3 separate regions of the Mus musculus genome follow, and regions 2 and 3 are each linked to region 1. Evidence: chromatin contacts called from public HiChIP or PLAC-seq data. All regions are on one chromosome and are shown on one strand. The core of a region is the stretch at or near the end of the contact, and the rest is flanking DNA. Distances in the headings are between cores, read along the strand shown. Region 1 holds the start of Fbxo11 (F-box protein 11). Region 2 overlaps Gm31615 (a long non-coding RNA gene). Region 3 has its middle 11 kb from the start of Gm23947.

What was found. HiChIP or PLAC-seq counts read pairs in DNA pulled down with a chosen protein or histone mark.
Region 2: an H3K4me3 HiChIP or PLAC-seq map of bone marrow-derived macrophages shows a contact between it and region 1, with 2.9 times the contacts expected there. The contact joins the enhancer-like site here to the promoter of Fbxo11 in region 1. A contact is called at or near these places in 1 of 39 promoter capture datasets (cranial neural crest) and 4 of 115 datasets of contacts at active chromatin or transcription factors (bone marrow-derived macrophages, embryonic stem cells and forebrain).
Region 3: a contact with region 1 is called in an H3K27ac HiChIP or PLAC-seq map of thymic regulatory T cells, with 2.9 times the contacts expected there. The contact joins the enhancer-like site here to the promoter of Fbxo11 in region 1. A contact is called at or near these places in 5 of 39 promoter capture datasets (the 3T3-L1 cell line, 3T3-L1-derived adipocytes, hippocampal neurons and 1 more), 1 of 484 Hi-C or Micro-C datasets (Th1 cells) and 7 of 115 datasets of contacts at active chromatin or transcription factors (astrocytes, effector CD8 T cells, embryonic forebrain and 4 more).

The regions. Positions count from the first base shown.
Region 1 is chr17:88,063,444-88,068,249 of GRCm38.p6, forward strand. Fbxo11 (F-box protein 11) reads right to left here and starts at 2,602. Exons shown (of 23, transcript NM_001081034.3): 1 at 1,566-2,602. The coding sequence starts at 1,809. Gm45950 (a long non-coding RNA gene) reads left to right here and starts at 2,682. Exons shown (of 2, transcript XR_385899.1): 1 at 2,682-3,124.
Region 2 is chr17:88,339,334-88,343,959 of GRCm38.p6, forward strand. It overlaps Gm31615 (a long non-coding RNA gene), which reads right to left. Exons shown (of 7, transcript XR_877113.1): 2 at 4,599-4,626; 3 at 657-722. It also overlaps the pseudogene Gm22542. Among named protein-coding and RNA genes, the nearest start is that of 1700116H05Rik, 34 kb to the left of the region's middle. Within about 2 kb of position 2,133, at least 38 of the 459 cell types and tissues checked have an H3K27ac peak or open chromatin away from gene starts, as enhancers often do. A contact at or near this core is called in bone marrow-derived macrophages, where this site is marked.
Region 3 is chr17:88,402,023-88,406,516 of GRCm38.p6, forward strand. No RefSeq gene overlaps it. Among named protein-coding and RNA genes, the nearest start is that of Gm23947, 11 kb to the left of the region's middle. Within about 2 kb of position 1,484, at least 74 of the 459 cell types and tissues checked have an H3K27ac peak or open chromatin away from gene starts, as enhancers often do. A contact at or near this core is called in Th1 cells, effector CD8 T cells, memory CD8 T cells and 1 more, where this site is marked.

The DNA of each region.
Region 1 (4,806 bases), core at 1,352-3,851:
ACAAGACCTGGTAATCTGAACGGAACATCGGACAACTCCGGTCCGTGGAAGTGAAAGGTAACATGAGACAATTTTTTTAATTTGTCAAAAATTAGTGAATGTACCAAAGAATCATTAAAACAGTTTTACCAACCATGTTGCAAAAGACTCCTAGCCGGTTTGAAACATCTCTCAAATAACATACAGCCAGCTGCTTTCTCAAAGACTATTGTAACAGTGACTAAGGCAAACCTTTTAAACTGTTTTTCTAGCAATTTCCTTCATCTGATAAATATTTTGATCAAATACAATGAAGCAGTTAAAGAATGTACAATTTTTAAAATTATATTTAAACGGAGTCTCAATCAAAGGAGGTGTGACAACCAACGCATGTAAAAATTACCCTTAATCCGCCAACCAAAACACGCAAAATGTCTCCTAACAATTCTCCTCTTTAAAACAACCATACACAAAATACCGTGCTGACTTACACCCCGCTGCAAGCAGCTCATTAATAAAGAGACTAGTTATGTTTGGAGATCAAGGTGCAACACTCTCATCTCACAAACCTCTCTCCACGTAACCACATCATTCAAGCAAAACCGAACATTATTTTTGCTAAAGCAAGAATCCAACCCCAGGGAGCCTCAGCCCTTAGACAATGGTGGTTACCAGACAGCGCAGCACAGTTGGGTCCAAATGACACATTTCACTAGGCCTTGGTCACAACACGCGCGCGGGCGCGCGCTCGTCTACATACAGCTACACACACGATCCCAAGGGGCCCGTTCTACGGCGAGGGTGCTCAAACCCACCCGGAGACCGAGGGGAGCACCGTGGCGTAGTGGGTTGGAGAGGAAAGGGGGACGACACAGCGGAAGGGTAACTGCACTGCACACGAGGGAGGGGGCTGGAAATGGCCGATAGCTTCTATATTTATTTATTTAAAGGTATTGATTTAACGGGTTCTTCCCCGGGGTTCTGTAACTAAAGGCAAACTGTGCAGCAAAGATGTTGTGGTCGAGAGAGGGGCCGAGGCTCCCCCTGCCCTGCGACCTGGAAGGGGGCACGCAAGTTCCCCAGCCAGCGCGGCGGACCACTCCGGCGCTCCTCTCCCCCTCCTCCAGGGCAAGGGGGAGCCCACAGAGAAGGGGAAAACAAGTTCCCCGGCCAGCCTCACCGCCCCACGCAGCCAGCCGTCCCCCCACCTACCACGAGAAAGGGGGAGCCCAGATCGAGCCAGGCGCAGAAAGGGGGGAAATCCCACCCTCCTGCCCGCCCCCGGCCGCGAACAGACTCCCGTGGGGTGGGCGAGCCAGCCGGGAAGCCCCAAGGAGGGGTGGGGACGGAGGGTGCCAGCCCCGAAACCAAACAAAGCGCGGCCTGAGCCGCAGCCCGGGCGGATCGCGCAGCCGCGGCTTTTCCTGCCGGCCAGGCCCGGCCGGGCCGGGCCCAGGCGAACACTGCGGCACGGTGGGACCCGCCTCCGCTCGGCCTCCGTCTCCCACCCCGGGCGCGCCGCCGCCGCCGCCGCCGCCCCCGCCCGGCCTCCCGCCCGCCCAGCCAGGCCCCGAGCGCGGCCTTACCCCTCTCGCCGGCGTTGTTCCGATCCTGAGGCGGCGGCGGAGGCGGCGGGGGCGGCGGCGGGGGCTGCTGCTGCGGCGGCGGCGGGGGCTGCTGCTGCGGCGGCTGCTGGGGCGGCTGCGGCGGCGGCTGTTGCTGAGGCGGCTGCGGCGGCGGCTGCTGCGGGGGCTGCTGCTGCTGCTGTTGCACCGGGCGCGGCCGCGACACTCGCCTGGGTCTCCGGTTGGCGGCTCGGACGGAGTTCATTTGCCGGGCTGAGGTGGCGGCGTTGGCGGAGGGACACACACACTCACGCGCACACGCACCGCGAGCTCCGGGGCCGGGGAGGAAGGGGGTGGGGAGCGGGAAGGAGCGGGGCGGCCGGGGACGCGGGGACCGGGGGGCCACCGGGCGTGAGCTTCCCCCGGCTCCGCGGGGAGGCTGGGGGCACCACCGGAGCTTGAGCGAGGCCCGCCGGCCGGGCCTGGCGCACGGGCAAGGCCGAGGCCGCCGGGCGGGGCGGCCGCGAGGGACGCAGACAGAGAGACGGGCCGGGCAAGAGAAAGAAAGAAAGGGCGTCCGTCCGCCTGGGGAGCCCGAGGCGAAGCGCGGCGGCGGCCGAGCAGACGAGCCGGGCCCGCCGACTCCCGAGCGGCGTCTCCGGCAGCGGCGGCGGCGGGGGGAGTGGGCGGACGGGCGATCTCGGAGAGGGCGAGCCGAGCGGGGCGGGAGCGCGCGGGGGGCGCCCGGCTCCTCCGTTCCTCGTCCTCCCCCCACACCCCCTGAAAGAGCGCCCTGCGAGGAATTTTCTCTTTCTTCGGCCTCTTCTCTCTCCTCCGCCCCCCCCACCCCCACCCTCGGCGAAGGGGAAATGAGTGTAAAAGGGAGGAGATAGGGGCAAAAGAGGCGTCGTCGTTCCTCCTCCTTAAAGGAACCTTCCCTCCTCAGCCCCAGCGCCGCCGCCGCCGCTGCCGCTGCTGCTGCTGCCGCTGCTGCTGCTGCTGCTGCTCCGTGGCAGGAGGAGCCATTGACACCGCCGGAGCCTCTCCGCTCAAGCCCTGTCGGTCCCTCCCCGCCGCGGGGCTGGCCGGGGGGCGCGGGGGGAGGGCCGCGAGCCGGCGGGGGAGGGGCGGGGGCGGGGACAGAGGGGGCGTGGATTCCGGCGGGGCCTGACCAATGGGAAGCGCCCGTACGGTGTCGGAGCCAATGGAGCCTCCTCTCTTATCGCGGAGCCCCCTTCCTCCAACACCCTGTTTCCTCTCTCGGGTTTCCTCCTTCCCCGACGGAGGAGGAGGAGGAGGAAAGAGGAAAGGGGGGAGTGTGGCAGGGCGGGTGATAATGGGGAGGTATCAGGGCATATAATGGAGCCGGGGGTGGGCGAAGGAGCGGCAGTACGTAGCGAAGGTTCTAGGATAGGAGGTGCTCTGAAGGAAGGGCGGGGGCTGCTGATGCAATTGGGAGAAGTGATTAATCCTGCCTTTTGCCGGTTCAGCCTCCCTCCACCCCAACCTTCACCTGGTTCTCTTAAACGCCACAAGGAGTGAGGGACTCCGTCTTGGGTAACTCCGGATTTCTGGGCTCGGTAGGTTCAAGCTCTCAGCTGTAGGGAGCGCTCCAGGCTCTGTGCGTTTTTAGTCCAGCTGAAGGGATTTATTTGCAAACCTTAAGAAATCTTGTTTCGGCTCTGCTGAGAACTTAAGAGAGAGTCTGGAGTCGGTTCCAGCTTTTGTCGCCCAAACTTTCAGAATGTTTTAGATCTTTAACCAAGTTAGTTTGCTTTAGGCTTTTTTTTTGGGGGGGGGGGGGGGGCAAGTGGTCTACATGGTGTTCCGGAAGAAGTAAAATAAAACGGGTGGAGGTTGTGATGGATTATATTGGTTTTGTTTTAGGTCCCACGAAGTCAAGAAAGATAAACCCCCGAGAGGAATAATCTTTTGTATCTGTGTCTGGTCCCCTTAGCACAATCTCTCCCCAAGGAAAATGTGTTTCTATTCCCTGGCCGCCGTTATGAAGACTGAAAATGTACTCCGCTCACTATTCCTTATTGCATAGCTAGTGGTTTATCTCTGGATTCCCTCATTTCGGAGCTGTCAGTGATTTTCTACTTGAATTTCATTGATTGCTTTCTAGGCTTAAGATAGATAAAACATTACAAAGCTTCAGAAAGGGAGGGAGAAAAGTGAATTCTAAGGGACGCACAGGAGAGGTAAGTCTACGGTATTGTGCTATGTGTAAATTACAGATTTTTTTCTTTTTTTCTTTTTTTCTTTTTCTTTTTTTTTTTCTTTTTTCTTTCTTGGTTTTTTGAGACAGAATTTCTCTGTGTAGTCCTGGCTGTCCTGGAACTCATTCTGTAGATCAGGCTGGCCTCTAACTCAGAAATCCGCCTGCCTCTGCCTCCCACGTGCTGGGATTAAAGGCATTCGCCACCACTGTTGGCAAATCACCCTTCTAGATGTCAGACATCTCCTGCCATTTAAATAATAACCTATCATATGATGTACAATTGCTGGGTTTTTTTTTTTCTTTTTTGGTCATGTGATTTTCAAAGACTCACAATCTTTTCAAAACCTGTATGTGAAGACAGCTATTTGAAAAATATCTTGAGGGGCTAGAAAGATGGCTCATCCCTTAAGAGCACTGGCTGTCCTTCCAGAGGTCTCACTTCAGTCCCAGCAACCACATGGTAGCTCCAACTATCTGTAACTCCAATTCTAGGGCATCTGTCCCCCTCTTCTGGCCTCTGCAAGCACCAGGCATGCACTTGGTGTACAGACTTGCATGCAGGCAGAACTCACACATAAACCTTAAGAAATTATTTTATTAAAAAAAATCCAACAATTCGAGTCATGCATGAGTAGCTAAAGCCTATATTCACAGAATTCTGAAGGCTGAAGCAGAAGGGATAGCAAGTTCTAGGCTATCCCGATCTGCGAAACAAGATCCTATCTGACTAAATACATAAACAGTATTAAAAATGTCATGGTTGTTAACTGGGTAAAAATGAGCATTTATGGTTGGATTTAATAAACATTGAGGGAAGAGTTTTAAAAATCTGGAAGTAGCATATTATAATTGTGTCCATAATTCTAATTACATTAAACAGGTGGATTTCTGAGTTTGAGGCCAGCCTGCTGTACAGAGTGAGTTCCAGGACAGCCAGGGCTTTACAGAGAAACCCTGTCTCAAAAAAACTAAAATAAATAAATAATTTATGGTTGTTAGCTGGGTGAAAATGAATGTTTATGGTTGGATTTAATAAGC
Region 2 (4,626 bases), core at 883-3,382, 280 kb after region 1:
AGCTCCAGGAGATCTGATATCTTCTTCTACACTCTGTGGGTACCAAGCACACACATGGTACACATACATAGATGCAGGAAAGCATTCATATACATAAAATGAAAATAAATCTGAAAAAAGTTCAGTAGAAAAATGGTACTATGAAGTTGAACATACTTCACAAAAAAATTGAAATATATTAAAATATGCTCCTCTTCAGCCAGAATTGGTGGTAAGTGCACATGGCTATACTCCTTGTGTCCTGGAGACAATATCAATTGATGTTTGTTTATTATTTATGTATATGTAAACATAGATGTGCCATGACACCTGTGTGGAGGTCAGAAGACAACTTGCAGGAATTTGTCCTAGACTTCCACCAGAGGAATAATAGCTCCACCATGGTGCTAGCAAGCCAGTAAGCAGAGCTCCTCCATGGCCTCTGCTTCAGTTCCTGCTTCAGTTCCTGCCTCCAGGTTCCTGCCCTGAGTTTCTGCCCTGACTTCTCTTCATGATGGACATAGTCTTTATGACGTAATCTCCCCCCACCCCCACAAGTTCCTTTCATCATAGTGCTTTGTCATAGCAACAGAAAAGCAAAGGAGGACCCACCCTTACCTGCCGAGCCTTCTTGCTGACCCCAAGAAATGTAAAGCTAAACAGCAATGGGCAATTACCTTAGCCAATAACACGTTGTCAATTCAAGTTTCTGAGTTGTGGGAGAGCGAAACCCAACAGAAATCCTGGAACGACAACCAGGCAATATTTTTTTAAAGGTTGTTTAGCATTTAGCACATCAATCCCAAGAATTTATTCAGATAGAACCACTCTGGGAGGAATGGCTTTTGTCTATGGTTACTTGTCGTTGTTTTGCTGACCGCTAGGGGTTTTTTAGGAGCGACAAGTGGCATGCTTCCAAGCAGAGTGCTGAATGAACCGTTATATACGGGCGTGGCACAGTAATCTCAAAGTGATGTTTGAGAAACGGGTATGTAGTCTGCTACTGAGTGAATAAAAAGGGGGAATACGCACGTAGTTTTTGCTTAAGATGTCTAAAACATATCTTGGGGAAGACACACATGAAACATATCAGAGCCACAAACCACACTTGCATCCCTGCATCCCACAGATGCTCTCTAGCCATGTTCTCAGGGTACCTGGGCAGGACTGTTTATTAGAACATGCAGCCCCTACTACAACAAGGCCAAACCTACTAATAGTGCTATTCCCTATGGGCCTACTGGGGAGGGGGAGGATTTTCATTCAAACCATAACAATCTGTGAACACGGCTGACTCAAGACCACAAAAGAAGTTGTCTCATGATGCTACTGGTTTAGTTTCAAGAGGTAAACACCGGCGAAAGCTTGGATAGGGCTAGGATTGTGCAAGTTTGAGCTCTGTGTATCAGGAGTATAGGAAGGGGGGCTGGAGAGATGGCTCAATGGTTAAGAACACCGACTGCTCTTCTGAAGATCCCGAGTTCAAGTCCCAGCAACCACATGATGGCTCACAACCATCCGTAATGAGATCTGACGCCCTCTTCTGGTGTGCATGAAGACAGCTACAGAGTACTTACATATAATAAATAAATCTTAAAAACAAAAGATGAGTAGAGGGAGGCAAGATCAGACAGTAGCTGAGGTTAGCCTAAATCTATGATGAGGTGAGGTCTGCCTAGCCCACCCTTTGCCTGAGTAGACCTACTCAGGCAATGAGAGCCAATGAAGGGACAATAGATGTGCAGTCCTGTGTGCACACTATGCGCTAGAGCTGAGCAATGGTTCTGAGACACCCCATCTTCTAGAAATCTCTACCACAATAGCAAATCTTGCTACACGGGTCCTCTTTGTTTCCAAATCTGCATCTCTGGTTCTAGGAAGCTGTCCTGCTGTCCTGCTGTCCTGCTGTCCTGCTGTCCTGCTGTCCTGCTGGGCTCCTCCACACAGCCCTTCAGCCCAGAACAGTGGGCAGCTTTGAATGGGCTGGGAGCAGAGCATTCCAAGCATCGTTGTGGCATTGTCAGGTGAGCAGTGACATTGTCAGTCTTGGCAGTACTCCCATCCCAGGAGTAGGTGATCTAGTTCAGCCCAAGCTCCAGTCTGGGACGTGTTTAATTTCCAAAAGGAATCTTATCAGGCCACAGACCTGGAGAAGCCACCCAGAAGAGAGGCGTTTTCTCTAAGGGTGACTTGTGTGTCTTGCTCACGACATTCTAGCTTATCCTTAAAAAAACAATGTAGAAAGGTGTTTTTTTGTTTGTTTGTTTTTGTTTTTTTTTTTTTTTTTGGTTTGGTTGGTTTTTGTTTGTTTTTTGTTTTTCAAGACAGGGTATTTCTGCGTAGCCCTGGCTGTCCTGGAACTCACTTCTCATCTGCCAGGCTGGCCTTGAAAGAGGAACAAAGGTCACTTGCCCTTTAGGGACTTTAAGATCCACTTTGAAAATCTTTAATCTTCCTGTTTCCTATGTGCTGAAAACTCCTTTCTGCTGTTTCTGTTTTTCTATTCCCCACGTGTCAGCAAGGCGTAAATGACCGCAGAGAAGGCACTTCCTGCTTTAGATAAAATGCTACTTCATGGAAAAGAGAATTAAGAATTTTTAATTTAAAAATAGATGCTGGGGGTGTGGCTCTCTGGTAGAATCTCTGCCTGGCTTGTGTGAAGTCCTGGGTTCAATCCTCGCTGCCCCCCCAACACCCTCAGTGCCTGAGAGGGGAAAAGAATTCAGAATTTCTTAAATTCCTCAAGACTCATTCACTGTTGAAATGTTAATGTTTTTCTAGCAAAATATCTTACCTCATCTTGCTACTGCCTTTCATATTTTTTGATAGTGAAATTTATTACTTTAATGATTTCTCAATGTACTATTGAATATTTGTTTTGTTTTGTTTTGTTTTGTTTTGTTTGTTTCGTTTTTTGAGACAGGGTTTCTCTGTGTAGCCCTGGCTGTCCTGGAACTCACTCTGTAGACCAGGCTGGCCTCAAACTCAGAGCTCCCCCTTCCTCTGCCTCCTGAGTGCTGAGATAATGCCATTTTTTTAATGGCAAACATTTGGTTCCACAGACATTTTATAAAGAACAAACGGAAACGTTTAACAGATTGACACGTTATCCTTGTGCAGGAGCATCTCCGTATTGCTCCATTTTTAATATATGTTCTGCCAAAGTGAACGCCTGACAGTCACCTGAAAAGGTAAAACTAAGAGATCTTTCAGGTAAATTTCATTATTTTATCACTTTCCTCAAACACCTTAAAGAATGAGTCCTACATGGTAAGATGGAGATCCTCACCCGACACTCAAAGCCTGAAGCCTTTTCTTGTACCTCCCCCTCCTTCCCTCCCCCCTCCCTCCTTCCCTCCCTCCTTTCCTTTCTTTGTGAGCTGAGGATCAAACCTACTTGCTGGGCAAGTGCTTTACCACTGAGCTACAGCTCAGCCCCAGCTCTAATTTCCTGCCTGAGCTCTCAGTAGAAGCTGGATCTGTTTGCTCAAATGCATCTATAAAATATCTCACATGCTCTTGGTGCTTGACCGTCTCTCCGTCTCTCCGTCTCTCCGTCCCTTCCACTTGCCCAGTGTTTACAGTTGCTTAACTGTGTAGCTTTGGTCTTATCTCCTTCATAATGGAAGGTCAAAGAGTCAGTGAGCTCTCTCTCTCTCTCTCTCTCTCTCTCTCTCTCTCTCTCTCTCTCTCTCTCTCTCTCTTACACACACACACACACACACCTCCTGTCTCATCTGCCATTTGCCACGCTGTCTCATGACACGTCTTATACGCTCGTTTCTCTGTTTCATCCCTGACATTCTTTATGGTGTCATGTTTGATGCCCTTTTTCATTTCTGTTCTGAAAGAAAGATCTCTCCATGTTTCATTCTGGCTAGTGTGTGTATGGCTTCTGGGTTTCAGTACCAGAAAGGACACCAGGAAGCCCTTGGCATGCTGAGAAGTCTCTCTGTGGGGCTTGCCCTTGCTTTGGTCAAAGCGTGCCATCCCTCAAGCGTGCCGCTGTGTCCTAGATGCGCTGGCTCAACCAACAGAAGGAGCCTTCTCTCTTTTTTTCCTCTGCCCAAAACAGACAGGCTTTCCTAGCCACCAAGAGAAGCCAAACGAGAAACAAACACAGAGAAAAGAAAAAAAAAAAAGACCCTCTTATAAATTTGGATCCTTAACGTGAGCGCAGACCCAAGGTTTTCAAACCATCTTGTTCCACAAGATGCTTGCAATGTCTGCCATCAGTTCCCAAGTAAACGCAGCAGCACAGGGTTTAGGCTAAAATTGGGCTTCTTCCCTCTCCCCAACTCAGGCTGAAGAGCTGCATTTCACAGCCCGCGACTTGCTCACTGACCATATGTCCTCCAGTCACGCATTCCCCAACGTGCTCATCTGTAAAATGAAGATATTAAAGAAGTCGATGTGTGATTGAAGGTCGTGACCCAGGTAAAACCGAGAGCATATATGGAAGGCTTCCGGTGGACGCCAGCCACAGGACACGGCATTTCACAAGCAAGGGGTGGGGGCAGAGGTGGAGGGGGATCTGGGACAGGCAGGACAGGGTGCCTCAATTTCAGCTTCAGCCACCCCCATTTCACACTAACTAGCAGGTTCTATCTCCTACTTACGGCATCTCCTTTCATTCAAAGACACATT
Region 3 (4,494 bases), core at 234-2,733, 340 kb after region 1:
CTTGACAATTGAATCTGGGGCCTCATGTTTCATGCATCCATGGTATATGCTCTGCAACTGAGCTTTAACCCCCAGCCCTGTTTTGTTAGACTCTAAAACTTAAAATGACTATAGTCTCCTGCGATTAATTTTTATGTTTATCTTTTGAGATAGGGTTTCACTTTAGTCCAGGCTGTGATCTTCCTACTAAGCATCTCAAGTATTGTGATTGCAGGTATGACTCACCATCACTCCTGATTGCAGTTTGCCTTTTTGGGAGGTGGTACTAAAATGACTTTAGAACAAGTATGGTCTAAGCAAGGAGGTTAAACATGTAGGCTAAGGAAAGAACGATGTTTACGATATGAGAATATGTACCTGCGAGTGTGCGTTTCTGAAGGGACTGGCTTGCTCTCTGCTTCAGTCCCTCACCTTTCTTGGAATTATTTCCTTTGCCATCTGTAGCTCTACTGCATTCCTTTTCACCATTGTGTTTTAGAGACTCTGATGGAAGAGTTCATGATAATTCACTTATTAACTCTTCCATACACTGCAGCTAGTTTGTTCCCAATACATTGCTAGAAACGGGGCGATTGCCAAGCACGGTACTTTATACCTGTAATAACTACTTTTGACAAACCGAGACAGGACGACCCTGGCAAGTTTGCTGTCATCTTGGATTACGTATCATGTTCCAGACCAGCTTGAAAACTCTAATTAATCAATCAAGTAATCAGTCAATGTCTGCCCCTATCCATTTGCACACATAAAGGTAAATTTCTTCAGAGTACACATTTGAGAACAAAATTAATCCGAAAAATATGTAAATTACTTGAATATTACCAAATGGTCTTTCAATGTGATGTGTTAATTTGCACCCTTTTTAGTAATGTTAGCATATTAGATTTTTTTTATGTAGAGATATATAGGTCTGGGGATGTAGCTTAGGGATAGTGTATCTAGTTGACCTGTGCTCAATCATTAGTACCACAAAGAAGAAGGACAGCCATGCCTGCACTCACATTTGTCACTTGTGTGGCGTGGGCATCGTGAATGTGTCCGAGCTCAGAATCCCCAAGCCTGGATGTGCTTATTTGCATATCTTTCCACAGCCCATTTCTGTTCATTTTCCTAACTCTCAAGTCCTACAGACAAGTCCTCCACTGCTCTCTAGTTCTGCTTGCCTTCCTCGGCTCTCCTGACTGCCCTTTACATCCCCTGGTGTAGTCAGTGTTTCAGGAGCCCATGCTGTGGTTGTAAGCCATGTCCTCAGCCAGGGCTACCAGCCTCTCCCCAGGACCCTGTACCACATGCATGTCCAATTCCTGAGAAGACGGACAAAGATGAGACGCTTGCTTTTCCTCCCAGGAGAGGCCTTCCTGGTTCCATAGCAGCTTCCCAGGAGCGGCCCTCTTCACTCATTTGGCAGTTGCAGTGCAGATCCACCTGTGTGTGTGAGAGAGAGAGCGTTCAATTACACTTTCAGTTTCAATGACTGTATGTTTTCACTTTTGTACACAGGGTTGGATGTTCCAGCCACACAGGATGTGTGTGATGACACATAGGCAGGAAGTAAGTAGACGGGAGCTACATCAGGATGTACGCTTGCCCCCATTGGATGAAGGTGGGAGTACAGAGCCTTATAAAGCACACTGATTTACCAATTGGGATGAACACACACTCCATCCCAGCTTTTCTCCTCTGCAGCTATCCTAGAAAGACTGCCTCTGGAGAGCCCGGCTTTTCTTTCACACTTTCCTAAGGACAACGGTGAATACCTTAGCTGATCTTCTTAAGCCTACTGTAAGTGGTAAACTATTCTTTGGGGAAAACCGTAGTCATATTACCCCTTCCTCTGAGATTATCATAGACATGGTCACATACAGGTCAGGTGCCTTTCTTTTCTTTTCTGATCTCCAACTCACCAGCCAAGGAGAACCTTGAACTTCTGCTCCCCCTCTGCCTCTACCTCCAAAGACCTTGGATTAGAAGTATGCATCACCGCACCAGTGCTGGGTATGGTCGTAATAGAACCCAGGGCTTTGTGGATGCCAGGCAAGCAGGCTCTCAACCGAGAGCTACACCCCCCATCCAGAGGTTATATAAAACACCCAGCTACGTGTTTGTTTTGAGACAGTCATGTACACCAGGCTAGCCTTGAACTTATGAAGTGGATGAGGCTCACTTTAACCTCTGAGTCTCTTGACTCCCTAAAGCACCACTACACCCGCTGCCTTTACTTTTTTTAGTTCTCTAAAAACAAACAAACAAACAAACAAACCTTTTGATACTAATAAGATTACAGCGATGAGATCCAGTGTTAATTTCACTGAGTCCACATCAAGGTAAATACTTCAAGTGGCAGAATTGCTCAGAAAAAGATTTTTTTTTTTAAACTGAGAAAGTTCTTAGAGCACTTCAGCCGCTATCTTAACCCCCTGCCGAATTTAGGTACCTTGAGGAAATAATCATTCATTAGGAAGTGTGAGAAATGTCGTAGGTTGATTCTGTTTAAATGCCAATTAGCATGAACGAGGGGCATGCAAATACCACCGCCAGAGAGGCCAACCCAATGTGGAATTATTTCAGAGCAATTAATTCACTTCCAAGCTTCTAGTATTAGCACCACCTTATTTCCCTTGTGTATTCAGACAAAGTGTTTTTAAAAATCAACCAAAAACTGTGATGCTCTGCCAACAAGATTCTAGAGTGAAAGACAACCCCCTAGTCAAATGTAAATTGTAGCCGCATTAGTATGCTAATGAGCTAACAGATAAACTGTGGGTCAAATTTTCCCTTCCTCAGCTTAAATAGCCCTTGAAAAAGACCTCTTTCTAAATGTTTACGGAACCTAGGAGCAGCGGCAATTAAGGTTTATTATATGAAAATTATCTGTTCAGCGATATGAAAAATTAATAAAGTCAGACACGGTTCCTCCTAATGACTTACAAATTGTGGAACAGCGTGATATGGAAGAGGCAGACCTACGGATGCGAAGTCTTAGGAAGTTCTTCAGTAGCAGTTCATTTTGTTTGAAGATTTAAACGGGAGTCAGGGAGAAAAACAGTTCTGAAAAGGTTGAAGGTTGAACCTTTTGCAGCAGGAAGTGAACGGTGGTTAGAGACGATCGGTTTTCTCTTAAGCACAGTCAGAGGCTTCTGGGTGAAGCGACCCCATCACCTCCCACCCTGAAGGAAGCAGTCCAATGCTTTATAGCCATTTCACCTTCCTAGCTTCTATCTCCCCACTTTCCTATTATACATGCCTTAAAACCTGAATGCCGGAAGCTCTCAAGATGGCTCAACGAGTAAAGCGCTGACCGCTGAGCCTGATGAACTGAGTTCGAGCCGTAGGACCCATGTGGTGCAGGTAGAGAACCACTTCTACTTACATGTGCTGTCCGCGCGCGCGCACACACACACGCACACGCACACCGTGTATGTACATATACACGTTTGCATTTAATTTAATTTAGGAAGAAGTCTGATTGTTTTGTAGCACTCAGCTCAGCTCCTTGCTCCCAGGTCTGGTTTAAGAAAGCGACCTGGGAGCTGGTGAGATGGCTCAGCGGTTAAGAGCACTGACTGCTCTTCTGAAGGTACTGAGTTCAAATCCCAGCAACCACATGGTGGCTCACAACCATCCGTAATGAGATCTGATGCCCTCTTCTGGAGTGTATGAACACAGCTACAGTGCACTTAAAAAAGAAAAAAAAAAAAAAAAAAAAAAAAAAGAAAGTGACCTGGAGCCGGGCGTGGTGGCACACGCCTTTAATCCCAGCACTCCGGAGGCAGAGGCAGGCGGATTTCTGAGTTCGAGGCCAACCTGGTCTACAAAAAGAGTTCCAGGACAGCCAGAGCTATACAGAGAAACCCTGTCTTGAAAAACAAAACAAAACAAAAAAGGAGGAGGAGGAGGAGGAGGAGGAGGAGGAGGAGGAGGAGGAGGAGGAGGAGGAGAAGGAAGGAGACCTGGGGGAACTTCATAAACAACTGGCATAAGGAATTTTAAAGCCCTGCTGATGACTGTAACATTTAAGAGATGCTGAGAACTAATGTCCTGAGGGTGTTGCTTCCACAGGACTTGCTATCAGCTTCTTTTCTCCTCCTTCCTTCCTTCTTCCCATCTTTCTTCCCTCCTTCCTTCCATCTTTCTATGTGTAAAGGTGAATCTGAATCATATGTGATTGATCTTTCAGTGAGCATTCCCCACAGTTGACCTTCCTTGCTGATGTCACTAGAGGCAGGAAGGTAAATGAACTGAAAGAAGGGAGTGAGCCTCTGCGAACAGAACAGCCAGTGACTAGATAAGCCTCATAAACCTGGATTTCAGCTCGCCACACAAAGTGCTCTTGTGATTTTGACCTGAAGCCAGTTTTCAGGTTAGTCTGCTGACAATCAAACCACAAGCCCACAATACTGCACTGGGAGCCACTCAGAACAACACAGATCCGCAGGCTGCAAACCCGGAAGCAGGACACCCCCTTTTTTTTATTTTTCTTGTTCATTTTTTTTA